Linked DNA regions of Triticum aestivum: region 1 is linked to region 2. Evidence: chromatin contacts called from public Hi-C data. All regions are on one chromosome and are shown on one strand. Each heading gives the region's core, a stretch centred on a gene start, on an enhancer-like site or on the middle of the called end of the contact. The rest is flanking DNA. Distances are from core to core; before and after follow the strand shown. Region 1 holds the start of LOC123095943 (iron-sulfur assembly protein IscA-like 1, mitochondrial). Region 2 holds the start of LOC123095940.

What was found. Hi-C and Micro-C count contacts between places; a contact is called where the count stands out from the background.
Region 1: a Hi-C map of leaf shows a contact between it and region 2, with 2.7 times the contacts expected there. The contact joins the promoter of LOC123095943 here to the promoter of LOC123095940 in region 2. A contact is called at or near these places in 2 of 5 Hi-C or Micro-C datasets (both in leaf).

What each region holds. Positions count from the first base shown.
Region 1 is chr4D:30,828,846-30,835,374 of IWGSC CS RefSeq v2.1, forward strand. LOC123095943 (iron-sulfur assembly protein IscA-like 1, mitochondrial) reads right to left here and starts at 3,804. Exons shown (of 3, transcript XM_044517513.1): 1 at 3,360-3,804; 2 at 1,960-2,077; 3 at 1,398-1,868. The coding sequence starts at 3,549. The coding sequence ends at 1,775. It overlaps LOC123095942 (histone H2B.1-like), which reads left to right. Exons shown (of 1, transcript XM_044517512.1): 1 at 1-412. The coding sequence ends at 278.
Region 2 is chr4D:30,474,657-30,481,294 of IWGSC CS RefSeq v2.1, forward strand. LOC123095940 reads left to right here and starts at 3,405. Exons shown (of 3, transcript XM_044517510.1): 1 at 3,405-3,722; 2 at 4,472-4,584; 3 at 5,826-6,207. The coding sequence starts at 3,659. The coding sequence ends at 5,903. It overlaps LOC123095938 (cyclase-associated protein 1), which reads right to left and starts at 682. Exons shown (of 10, transcript XM_044517507.1): 1 at 282-682. The coding sequence starts at 554.

The sequences.
Region 1 (6,529 bases), core at 2,554-5,053, 350 kb after region 2:
GCGTGGAGACGTACAAGATCTACATCTTCAAGGTGCTGAAGCAGGTGCACCCCGACATCGGCATCTCCTCCAAGGCCATGTCCATCATGAACTCCTTCATCAACGACATCTTCGAGAAGCTCGCCGGCGAGGCCGCCAAGCTGGCGCGGTACAACAAGAAGCCAACCATCACGTCCCGGGAGATCCAGACCTCCGTCCGCCTCGTCCTCCCCGGCGAGCTCGCCAAGCACGCCGTCTCCGAGGGCACCAAGGCTGTCACCAAGTTCACCTCCTCTTAGGCTGTTCGTCTTCCTGTGTCTCGTAGTTAGCTGTTCGGGTGTGTTTGTGGCCGTGTTATCCTGTAAGAATCGCACCGCGATGTTTCTGTATCTCGAGAAATGGTAATGGTGCCTGCCTCAATGTTCAGTACGTACATGCTAGTCTTATTTTGTTCTGGTCTTGAATTCTTGATCTCGAGTCAAGGTGCTGATCCTCTCCTTTCTGAGAATCATGTGCTCTTATCGGCGGTCTTAGACTTTGCTTTTCCAAATTCTGTGTGAGATTGTACTGTCTGTTAAATTTGCTGCCCCATGACACGATCTTCCAGTTCTGGAGCCATGTTTCGTGCATCAAAACGAAAAAATCAATTGGCCGGAAGTTCAGTCGCTCCTAAAAATCAATCGAGTTCATGTCAACCGGTGTCGTTCCAGTGGGAGCGAAAAGTTGTACCACATGATTCGTTTTGCAATAATGCCAACAGCAGTTCCGAATTTCTGCTCGACGGATCTGATAGTTCGTTCCAAGTGGTTTATGACTTCTGTTTCATTACTGTTTGTTTGTTGTCCCAGTCTTCTGTTTCATGGCTGATATGCTTCCTTTCCTAATCGCACTGCACATCCATTTTTGGTACTCGAAATGCGACAGTATTCATGCAATTTCAGTTCCCGTTGCAGTCCAGCAGGCATTGCTTTGTAGTTGGACACTGGTAATTCAGAGAGTACGCTGTATGCTCTCCAAGATCAGCCGCACAACCGCCTCACCGTCGTGGTAGCAGTAACATCTTACTAGCAGGACGGCAGCCAAACGTAGCTGGTTGATCGGTGGCAGGAACGCCGTGCGGCGAGAGCACGGCGCGCCCTGGAGTCGTCAAGTGTATGGCAAACAGAAACTAGTCTATGAAAACATGCAATATTCTGCAGTTCAAACTTCCAATGCAATCGATCACATCAATTACTGACAGTAATATCAGATGCGATCTTCAGTGTGTTATGTTGCCTGGCTTCTGCTGCTGTTCAATTCCGGTTCCAGGTCTGCCAAGAATTCGACCTGGGTTCATCCCAGTTCTAGCTTAATTTAAGTACTTGGACATTATATAGAGGCTGTGTCAATTAATTTGGACCAGAGGGAGTACATAAATCTTCAAACAAGCAAGAGCTCCAGATTTATTTTTAACCAAGATAAATGCCATAGATACATCCTTTATTTCCACCGGGAAAAACACCAGACGGCATTGTATCAGAAGAATGCTTTCTATGTTTATTTTGACCATCGTGCACTCGATATGTTCCCAAACAAGAATTAGTGAGCGTAACAACAACACAGGGCCAAGATGAATGTAAGAGTACCGGTAACAAGCTGGTTCATCCATCACGTGATTAAATCCACTGCAGTGTTCACTACCTGGATGCAAACGCAACAAGCTTACAATGGCCGTTGCTTTCCAAGACAAAATTATATCAGTAACTAGAGCCACCACTGCACATGCTTCGCTCTATTTACATCATCGCATGACGCATCATGACGTAGATCCTTTGCTGCCCGTAGTCATGAAAGATTCACCGCATCCACACTCCCCTTTCGAGTTCGGGTTTATGAACACAAACTCTGACCTGCAACGCAAGCCACTATCAGTAACCAACAAGAGGTAAGCCAATGGAGGTTGAGAACAAGCATGTTCTTCACAGAAATTAGAGACCATACCTGAGTGGATCATCAACGAAGTCCATCTTGGTGCCGATCACATGCATCAGGGCCTTGGGGTCAATCAGTACTTTCACACCCTTCTCTTCAACAAGCTCATCAAACTTCCCTTTTTCTTCTGAACAAGGAGAGATTCAACTTTGGCACGGACAGCAGAAAACAGACGAAAGAAAATGCGGAAGCTAGTTCAATCTACACAATGATAAGATGATGCTACAGTCGATATCTATTCTTGGTTTGTTAAATTAGGCTCAAAAGTTCTTGAAAAAAATAAATTAGGCTCAAAAGATTGATCTATCAATGGACAGAAATAGCACCCCGTTAATTTGTATGAATATCTGACCAATGCTACGGTTGATATGCATTCTTGGTTTGGGAAATTAAGCTTAATAGATTGATATATTTACTAACAAAAAATAAATGTGTGCCACGCTGGGCACGGCTCACTAATCTGTACCAACATCTGACCAAGGCTGTATAATTGTACATACGGGCAAGGCTTTTTATGACACAGGTCGGGCAAAAACATTAGATCGACGAACTAATAATTGGAGAAATTGTTCAACCAGATGTTACTAAGAAAACTAAACATGATAGGAGTTGAACAGCACAGCCTACATATCGCACGAATGTTCAGACTACTAAACATCATGGCCTCGCTCTAACATAACAAACATTTAAGCAAACAAAATATACAGCATGAAACCCTGCATATTAGATGTTGGAGGATGGGGGCAGGGCCAAGCAATATAACAGCGATTTCACGTTGTAACTTATGAATGCGTATGTTCACTTCCCCTCCTCTTCTACTTATACAACAATCTCAAAGAAATGGTATACCAGGGACATGGACAGATTGATTACCTGACAAATTAATTCACTAAGCTTGGTGAGATTATCTGGCCATTTAATTCACTAGGTTTGGCCAGATTATGTGGCCATTAATTCACTAGGTTTAGACAGATTATGTGGCCATTTAATTCACTAGGTTTGGCGCGTATATTGCTGTAACATTGAAGAGTTTCTGCATAATATTTTGCAAGATGCAAAGCATGGTAGCTTCATACCTCTGAAATGCTGAACTAATTAACTTGAAACTCACGCATTGGAACAGCAACACCGGGCAATACAACATGCAATATATACCAGTTGAACCTATGAATATGTTCACTTCCCCCCTCTGAAACTTGTACAGCGATATGGCATGCGAGAATTAAATTATCAGGCCAGTTGATTTCATTAGGTTTGCTGTGTATATCGCTGTAACATCGCAGGGTCATCTAAACAAAATTTTGCAAGATGCAGGGCACGACAGCTTCATCCCTCTAAAACACCGAACCACCAGCAACAAGGGAATTTCAACATGAAACAAATACGCTGGAAACGCGAAGCTAGCATACCGGCATAATTCAGCGTGTAGGACAGCCCATTGCAGCCGCGCGCCTTGACGCCAAGGCGCAGGTAGGGCCGCTGCCTGAGGTCGAGGAGGTGGCGCACCCTGGCCGCCGCGGCCTCCGTCAGGGTGAGCGCCTGCTTCCGGGCGGCCGCCCCCGCCCTCTGCCCCGCGGCCCTCAGCGCGGACGACGACATGGTTCGCCGGCGCGGCGGCAGGCGCGATTCGTCTTGGCAGGAAGGGCCTTGCGCGGCAAGATTACGCCGGGGCGCCCTGGATCTTCTCCCTCCTGGCGCGGGTGCTCTCCTTCCAAGGTCTCCGATCGAGGGCGCCGGCAGCAGCGGCGCGGCTGGATCGGCGGTGCCGGGGCGCGCTGGCGTGGGGCCGTAATCCCCTTTCGACGAATGGACGGACGAATTTGGGGTGGACGGAGGCGTCTGGAAACTGCTCAGGTTATTGGTTCCTCTGGGCCAGACCCATTCGGCCCATCAACTTTGGATTTGGTAGTTTTTTTAGCTGCCTGCCACTTTATAGGTTTTTCTTCAACAATTTCTTTCGTGCCAGAAATTCATAGGAAAATCAAACTTTGACACGCTCACCGTTGTGCGTGCCGATTTACCTGGCTCGGTGTCTCAAGCTCCTCGACAAGTTTGCCTTCGCCACCGGCTTAAATATCACTCCCTTTTTTTTTTGGTGAATAAGACACACATACAATTTGAAATCGTGTTTGACCACCGGTTTAACAAACAAAACGTGGGTTATGTGAGACAAAAGTCATACCATCGAACTCGTATTTGAAGAAAGCTTTTTATGGTATAATTTTGAAGTCACATAATTCATGTATTACTAGTCTAAATGATGATCAAAGTTAAACATTAACATACATGCACACCTTATTGGAAGAGCACTGCTATGCACACGATGCATTCACACAGGAGAAGTCACTTTGGATTGCCTCGTTTTTAAAATCCGTGTGGCTTCTAATCATGTCGTGCACGGATCGTGCATGAACAGATTGTGCATGCAACACTCTCGTATTGGAAGGGAGTAACTCTGATCCTCATGCATGCCATAATGGTGTGCTCGACGAAGTTGGTCAGATCCTCGGGTTAACATTAAAGGCATCCTCCAAACATACTACACCTCTCTCACAGTTTACAGGGCGTGCGCGTATCCCTAGATCATCAATTTGACCAACCTAATACAAGTCATATATTAAAAAAAAATACCAATATAAACTTGAGATGTTCTATTTTCAAACGGTATAGTTATTGTGTTATATAATTTATGTTAGGGTGCTAAAATTGACAACCTAGGTATACGCGCAGGACTTGTAAACTGAAACGGAGGTAGTACCTCCCCCCCTCTGTTGTGTGAGAAGAAAGCAGTCAAGCCCCCATGCCAGGGCAGACATATACCTCCCTGGTTGGCGGTAGAATTATGCTAATCAACGCGGTCCTTGATGCCCTTCTAGTGCATTGATGAAGGTGGTGGAGCTTCATCCATCTGTCGGTAAAGCGATGGATGCATTGCACCGCTCCTTCCTCTGGGCAAACGTTTGACAGGTTTTGGGAGCTCAATACCTTGTTGCCTGAGGGTGCGATTGTCACCAAAGGAGGAGGGTGGTCGTGCGAATAAGTAATTTTACCGGTGTCGGGATGTACCGGTGGGCAATCCACCCTCCGTCATTTTCATCAAGATCCGTGCAGGTTTTATACTCTATTTTCAGATATCAGACTACACATAGCAATACATGTACTAGTGTCAGATATTGTCAGCTTTTACAGAAGAGAGAGAGAGAGTTAGAGTAGAGACAATGGTGCATGCATGCATGCATTCACTCACGGGATACATATGACATGCATTTTATTTTCATCCACATATTTTTAATGACTTGTATCTTTTGAACCAAATGTTCATTATTGAAACTTTTTGTATATTTAAATTCGTGGTGACAAGATCTAGAGAACAAGATCAATTTTGGATATGTTTGAAATATATTTTATTTTATATGTTTCAATTATCTTTGAAATCACTTTCATAAAACACTAAATTGTTTCACTATTTTAAGAAGTTTTTTCTAGTGTTTCGCTCATTTTCACAAACTGCAATATGAAACTCACAAAGACACAGATATATTTGATATAGTAGTAAAATAGAAGTTTAATATATTCAATTTAGACGTGTTTGACTGCAACTTAGACGTGTTTGAAATAGTCAATTTCACATATTTTAAATAAACCTATTTCACTAATTTCTTATTTCTATATTTTAATTATTTTTAATATCGCTTTCATAAAACATAAGATTGATCCTCTATTTCATAAAAGTGTTTTTGAATGTTTCGCTAATAGAAGTTAAAAAATCATTTCACTCGTTTCAAAAATAGATTTCACACATTTCAGAAAACACATTACTCTCATTTGCAATACTAATTTCGCTGCAAATTTAAGAAATATATTGAAATATATTCCGCTCATAAAAAATATCAGTTTCAAACACTGAAAAATTAGTTTCACAACAAAAATTGGTTTTATTTCACTTTTATTCAAATAACTTATTTCACTCATTTCAGAAAACACACTGCACTCATTTACAAAATATATATTTCACCCATTTCACTAGTTTCAGAAAACTGATTTCACTCATTACAAAATATATATGAGAAACTAATTTCGCTTCGTATTTATGAAAAAAAATTGAAACATATTTCACTCAGCAGAAATATCAGTATCACACAATGAAAAAGTCGTTTCACACCAAAATATATATTTCACTTTTTTCAAATAACTCATTTCACTCATTCAGAAAACACACTACAGTCGCTCAATTGAAATAATATATTTCACTTGTTTCAGAAAACTGATTACACTTATTACAAAAGATAAATTTTACTAGTTTCAGTAAAACACATCACAGTTACTCCATTGAAGAAACAATTTCACAAGCTAGAATATGAAACTCACAAAAAAAACTATATTCGGAAAAGTGTTTCAATCATTTCAATAACTGATTTCAATCATTTCAAAAATTGTAATTTGAAATGAGTGAAATTAATATTTTGATATGATTGAAATAGTAAAAATTAAACTAGTTTAAATATATTCAAGATTTGTATCATTATAAAGATCTTATGTTCAAGAATTTGAATATATGAAAATTTTAAATAATAGAACA
Region 2 (6,638 bases), core at 2,155-4,654:
AGTTACGATTTTCCAGATCCATCAAGCACGGTAACATTGTACTATGCCGCAGCGTCCAATACTGGATGCCATTACAACAGTGACATCAGCCCCAGACATCTCGATCAACGAAACCCTATATCTCCTAACCTAAACCTAGGATCAAAATCTCGGGTCGATCAGCCATTTCCGCGCAGCCGACGCCCCGGCGCCCCAAAACCGAAGGGGACACCCCGGAGATCTGAGGGGCGAGCGCAGACATAAACAGCAGATCGAGGCGGGGAGAGAAGCGCGCGCCGTACCGGGTACTGCTTGGCCAGGATGAGGAGGTCCTTGGCGACGGCGAAGGCCTCAGCGAGGACGCTGGTGGCCTCGAGCACCGTCCCGCCGATCTTCTCGGCCGCGGCGTTGAGGCGGCCGAAGGCCTCGGCGAGGAAGTCGTCGTAGGCCAGGATCGCCGGATCCGACGACGCGGAGGCGCCCCCGAAGTCGCGCGCTGCCGAGGCCCCGGACGCGGCGACGGCCTCGAGGCGCGCCACCGCGGCCTCGAGCCGCTCGACGAGCGCCTTCTCCATGGCGAGGCGAGGGAGAGCGAATCGGGCCGCCGGGGTCGGTCGGTGGTGCGTGTCCGTGCGACGGTGTGCGTGCGAGCGAGTGCGTCTCTGTGGCGCCGCTTCTCCGGCTGGTTGCGGTTTTGATGGACTCTGCGGCTTCGCGAGCGGCTTTCCTTTTTTTCTGTGGCGACAGGAAATGCCTACATGAGATTGTGAGATGCTGCGGCGATGGATAATTCCCTGAAATTACAGTACCACATACTCGATCATGCACCGTAATTCGCAAAACAAGATGAAAGTACCATAGTATGTTTTTAGTTTATACTCCTATATGGTATTGTGATCTACGGGTAGTTTCTTGAAAGGAAGATTAGCATGACCTAATCAATCAGGAAATAAAATCAACCTGGTAAAGGTCGGCACTAAGGAGTCGTTGTTGCGTTACGCTTGCAAATGTGAACTTTTGTAGCCTTTTTTATTAAGTCGGTGAGTTGTCGCCGAAAGTTAAAGGCCATCACTAAAGTCTAGCAACGAGAGTGACGCTACATATTATCATCTTTTTGTTTAAAAAGTCTATTATATGTATGTTGTATTCGGTGTGTATAGTTAAGAGTGATTGTCAAACTAGTCATGCATGTTGGTTCCCGCGTAGATTTATAATTTTTCATGGAACGATATATAGTCAGTACATTCATTAGCAACGGCATGAAAATCAGCAAACATATTTCTACGCTACCAGCTAGTTATAACTTTTTGGCGCCAACAGACAAGATTGCAAGAGACGTCCACACGGCAATAATAGAGACCGGCACGGGCCTGAGGGGGGCTGGGGGCGGCCGCCCCGGGCCCCCAAGGTGGAAGGAGCCCCCACGTATGCAATTCTGTACATTAGGTATCTTGAAGTAGGCCCCATGTAGCCATGGGAAAAGAAAGGAAGAGAGGCCATTGGGTATGGCCCAACCGCCTAAGTAGCAGCAGCAGCTAGTGTTACATCGCCATAACGCACGCATCGACTCGTCGGGATCAAGGAACGCACGCATGCATCGTCCACACGGCGCGCGCCATCTTTTCGCCTTCCGCGCAAGTCGGAGTAGATGAACCAACGCCGCTTGCTCAAAGAACGAGGATTGGACCGCAAGGGAAGCGCTGCGCTCCAGAGCTCGGCGGTGGACCGGTGTTGCGTGTCCTCTGTAGAGGTGAGTGTTGCCGGCCAATCCACACTGTTAATTGTTCCGCTTATGCGGTTTAATGGTGTTCAGATGGTGTAGATCTTAGAGATCCAGATGAAGACCAAGGTTATGGATGCTGATCATGGTTCATGGTAGTTAGTTTTTTTATGAACTGTGCAACAACAACACAATTGGGTAACTAATTATTGATTTTATCCGTGTGCTCAATTAGGTGTGAGTAATTTAATTTTTTTAAAGATACCAAGATGTTTTATTTTTGAAGATGTGAAGGAATTTCCACACCACTCATACAGATTTGTTCATCTATCTAATTGCTCATATACTCCTATTTGTAGTAACAATTTTACCACAGTGATTCCAATAATTTAAAATGCATGTCCCAATTATGTATTTTGGTTATGAAATCTTTTTACGATCATGGAGTCTCATGTCCCTTTTGGTACCTAAAACATATAATGTACTTCTGTATGTTAAAAATGTATTAAAAAATGTTCATGATGTGTACCAAAAATGTAGAACGTGTATGAAAAAGTGAATGTAAAAGCACAAATTTTTAAAAACGTTGACAGTGTATAGTTTTTTAATCTTATATTTAAATATGTTAAACATGTATAAAAAATGTTCCTAATGTATACGAAAAATATATAATGTGTATACAAAACTAGTGATCGAAGATAAATATTAAAAAATGGTAATCATCTCAAAGATGTTAAGGGTGTACAAAAAGTTATTACTTATGTATACAAAAAATGTAGAATATGTATTAAATTTCATGAATGTAAAAGCATAATTTTTTTTAAAAGTTGATAGTGCATAAAAAATGTTAACCATATATTTTTTAAAAATATGTATTAAGAAAATTGCTTGATCTATACCTAAATTATACAATATGTATGAAAAAAGTTGCCATCAAACATATTTTTTAAATGTTCGTCATGCATTTAGAAAATATTAAACATGTTTAAAAAAATGTTTCCTGATGTATACTTAAAGTGTATGAAAAATGTAGACATGTATTGAAGAAAATAGAAAAACATAGAAAAGCGTTGTAACCGAAGGAGCGGAAGATGAAAAAAAAAACACCTCCATAACAAAGAAAAACGAAAAACCTGAAGAAAAGCGTGAAAACCCATAAGAAACCAAGGCAACCCGAAGAAAAACAAAGAAAACTGATGAAACTAAGTCAAGAACAGAAAAAAGAAAAGAAAAAACCAATAAAAATGAAGAAAAAAAGAATACTGAATCAAAAGGAAAGAAAAGAAAAAACTAGAAAAACTGGCCTAAAATGAATAAAACGGTGAAAAACAAATTAAAACCAAAATACCAGAGAAAACTGTGAAGAAACAAAGAAAGCTGATAAAAAACAGAAAGAAAAAGAAAAAAAGAAAAGAAAACGGAGTAGAACCAACAACCAAACATGCGATCGAGCGACGAGAAGTTAGCGGCGAAGAAAAAAAATGAAAATGGCCCGGCACTGAAACAACTGGAAGAGGGAAACGCTTTGCGCGAGAGCTGCTCCGATCTCGCATGAAGCGGGACATAGTTCGAGCGTTTTTGTTTTTTTAGAAATGCGAATGCGTGTGTGGCTTCCGGCAATATGCGCACTCTCTCAGTTGGGCCTGGGCCCCACGCGGCCCATTCGTGCACATCCGGCCGTAGTAGCAAGACAGCCCAGATAGCTCGAGCCGTCTCTACTTCGTGCGTCTTCCGGTCACTCCCGACTCCGGTGCGGTGAGCTCCTCGCCGCCCGCCGGCGATCTCCGTATACGAGAGGAGATAAATAGCGAGCCCGCGAACTCTCCCGCACTCCGACTCGTTAGCCTTTCCCTTTCCCCGTTCGGTTGGTCCAAGCGCTCGCGCTCCTGGCTAGCTGGCTGGCTGGATCTAGTCGGCCAGAACCCTAACCTAACCCCGCGGGACTCCAATCCTGTCCGCATGGAGCCGGCGGCCAACGGCGACAAGCCCTCCGACGAGCAGCAGCAGTTCGATCCCAGCCGGAGTAAGGGCCTCTCTTCTCGTCTCAAACTGCCAATTATGATGTGCTGCTTTGTTCGTGCTCGATCTGGGTTGGGTTGGGTTGGTTTGAGCCCTGTCTAGGGAAGCTTGGCTATTGTATTGGTTATTAGTAGCTAGGAGTATTTGTTTATCGGTTACTGCGCACAATCTATTTGATTGGTGGGAAATTCACAACTACGAATTGGCAGGAGGGGAGGGTGGGAATATAGTTCTTATCGACATGTATGTAGCTCATATGGCCCTGTCCACCTGCAGTAGTAATTGAGAACACGCACGCGATGAATGGATACTGATGCCTTTGGATGGAATCCATGACCGCCATTAGGAACTCATGCTGAACCGTTTGTTTTTCCCACGCAAGCGATTTGATTAGCACAAGCTTCCATGTGCTATCTCAGTCGTCGTTGCGAAGCTTCACATATTTAATTAGTGCACAATGCATCTGCATAATTTTTCAGGATGTACATTCACCAGACGCTGTTTTGGTACCAACGTTAAGTTCAGAAGCTTGTTAAATAATTTTGCTGCACTATGTTACAGTACTGTGGCATTCTGTTTAGGACACCATCTTTAGGATGTGCTCAAACCGAATACTCCGTCTGTTCTATTAGGAACTGTTTGGAAGATCTAGCTATTCCTTCTCATATGCCAAGTGTTGCTATTTGAAAGTATGGCAAGGTCTGTTAACACTTTTACCGCATTCTGACACATAATTTTATCAATGATTTCAAGTGATTGGCATCATCAAAAGGAAGGCCTTGATTAAAGACCTAGCCGCTGCTTACCACGCTGAGTGTGTAGCATGTTGTAAAGAGCTTCTCGAACTCCAGAGAAAGTGGGAGGAGGTCTGTATCCTGTTGTTCTCCAACATTTCCAGATTTAGTCCTTCTTCTGGCTCTCTATATCACTTTAGTAGTTAGTACTGCAATTCTGTTCATTTTTTACTTGTCAATCGGAACATTGCTTGTGTGTCTGTAGTGTTGTTGAAGGTTATATTAGTGATGCATATTTTGTTCCATTAGCAACTGGCACTCTTTACGCTTTGATCATGACTGCTAAAAGCTTTTTTCTTGTCACTTGTCAGATCTCACTTTTACATTAAGTCCATAAAGGCTGGGAACTTTTTAACATTTTTAGTCCGTAAGGCTGGAATTGCTGCAGATTCTGAGTTCAAGTCATTTAGCTGTGAAAGAAATGCAAATGTTTTCTAGGGATGGGAACTTTTTAACATTTTTAGTCCATAAGGCTGGAATTGTTGCAGATTCTGAGTTAAAGTCATTTAGCTGTGTAAGAAATGCAAATGTTTTCTAGGGATGGGAACTTTTTAACATTTTTAGTCCATAAGGCTGGAATTGTTGCAGATTCTGAGTTCAAGTCATTGAGCTGTAAAACAAATGCAAATGTTTTCTAGGGAAGGAAACTTTTTAACATTTTTAGTCCATAAGGCTGGAATTTTTTGCAAATTCCGAGTTGAAGTCATGACTGCCAAATATGATTGAAGTTCAGCACTCACTGTTGCATGTTTTAGGTTTTGTCATTAAGAGAATTTTCTCTGTGAAAAAGGTTCCTGTTGTCAACATTAATAATTCATCAGTACATATACTTGCTAGCTTGTTCTCTAGTACCCCCAGCATCTTTCGGGATCTGTATTTGTTTTTTGTGCTAGCAGTTTCTCCCTTCTTACTCCATTAGTTTTCGTTGTTATTCCCGTTCTTTGTTGGAATAGTTCAGCTTTCTGCAATTCGTGTCATAGTGCTACTTATCAAAGTCATGTAAATGCAACCATCTTTCTGGGGCTACTTGTATTTGATGTTTGTGCCAGCAGTTTCTCTCTTGTTACTCCAGTAGTTTTCGTTATAATTATCATTCTTTGTTGGAATAGTTTCCACCTTTCTGCAATTCTTGTCGTAGTGCTACTTACATAAGTTATTAAAATCCACCATCTTTCAGGGGCTGTATGCCTTGGTCTATACTAAAATTGAGCACACGGTTTTTGTTCTGCACTTCCTATCCTGTCAACAATTTCTTCAGACAACTGATCTCTGATGCGACCCCTTTTCCTTTTTTTTCCCGGTCGGTCCTGCAGGAGCAATGTGTCGAAGCTAAGATGCCTGAAGTGCCAAAACCATCTTCGACAAAGCCTTCTAAGCGCAGGAAGAGGTAGATCTACCAGGGGATTAATCGATGCTGCAGTTTATTTCAGTGGGGGAAATGAGAAGAGAAATAAAAGACCCATGTAAACATAGTTGACCTCCTGATACGCAGGAAGGCGTGGTGAAAAACTCTACTGAGATTCGTGGTCTTCAAAATGTGGCACGAGCTAGTAAAAAAGTTTCGAGTAATGTGTGTGTACTGATGTGAAGTGAAGCAACATACTATCACGGCTTGCTGCTGTCTTGCCCTATGGGTAAAAAATCTATCCCGGCTTGCTGGTTCGGCTATGACGGTGTCAGGCCCAGCCTTGATCATCCCCTGTTCCAGTGTGCCAGAAGTGCTTCAGTTCGTTGATCGTCCATCTAACGGCTCACCTGCCTGCGTACCGGTTCGTTAGCTGAAACGATCTCCAGGCGTTCATTGTTGATCTAACGGCTGCGATGGATCGCTGTAGCTTTTCCGACAAGCCATGTGCTCTGTTCACTTTCTGTTCTTCTTTTTCAGTCGTGTAATGGCTATAAAGCCACCCATTCCCCTAATTCTGAACCATGTTGAATTGTATCGGGTGTAAACCCTAGCCGCCGGTGGCGTGCTGAACCTACTTTCCTCATTTCTCAAGCAAGAACCCTAGTTTTGCGTCTCTGAATTGCCCACGATTCCTCGAAGTGTCACTTAATTTCAGTAATTCAGAGCTCTGAGCCTGACAATTGGTATCAGAGGCCAGTCTTTCCTCGGCGGCGGTAGA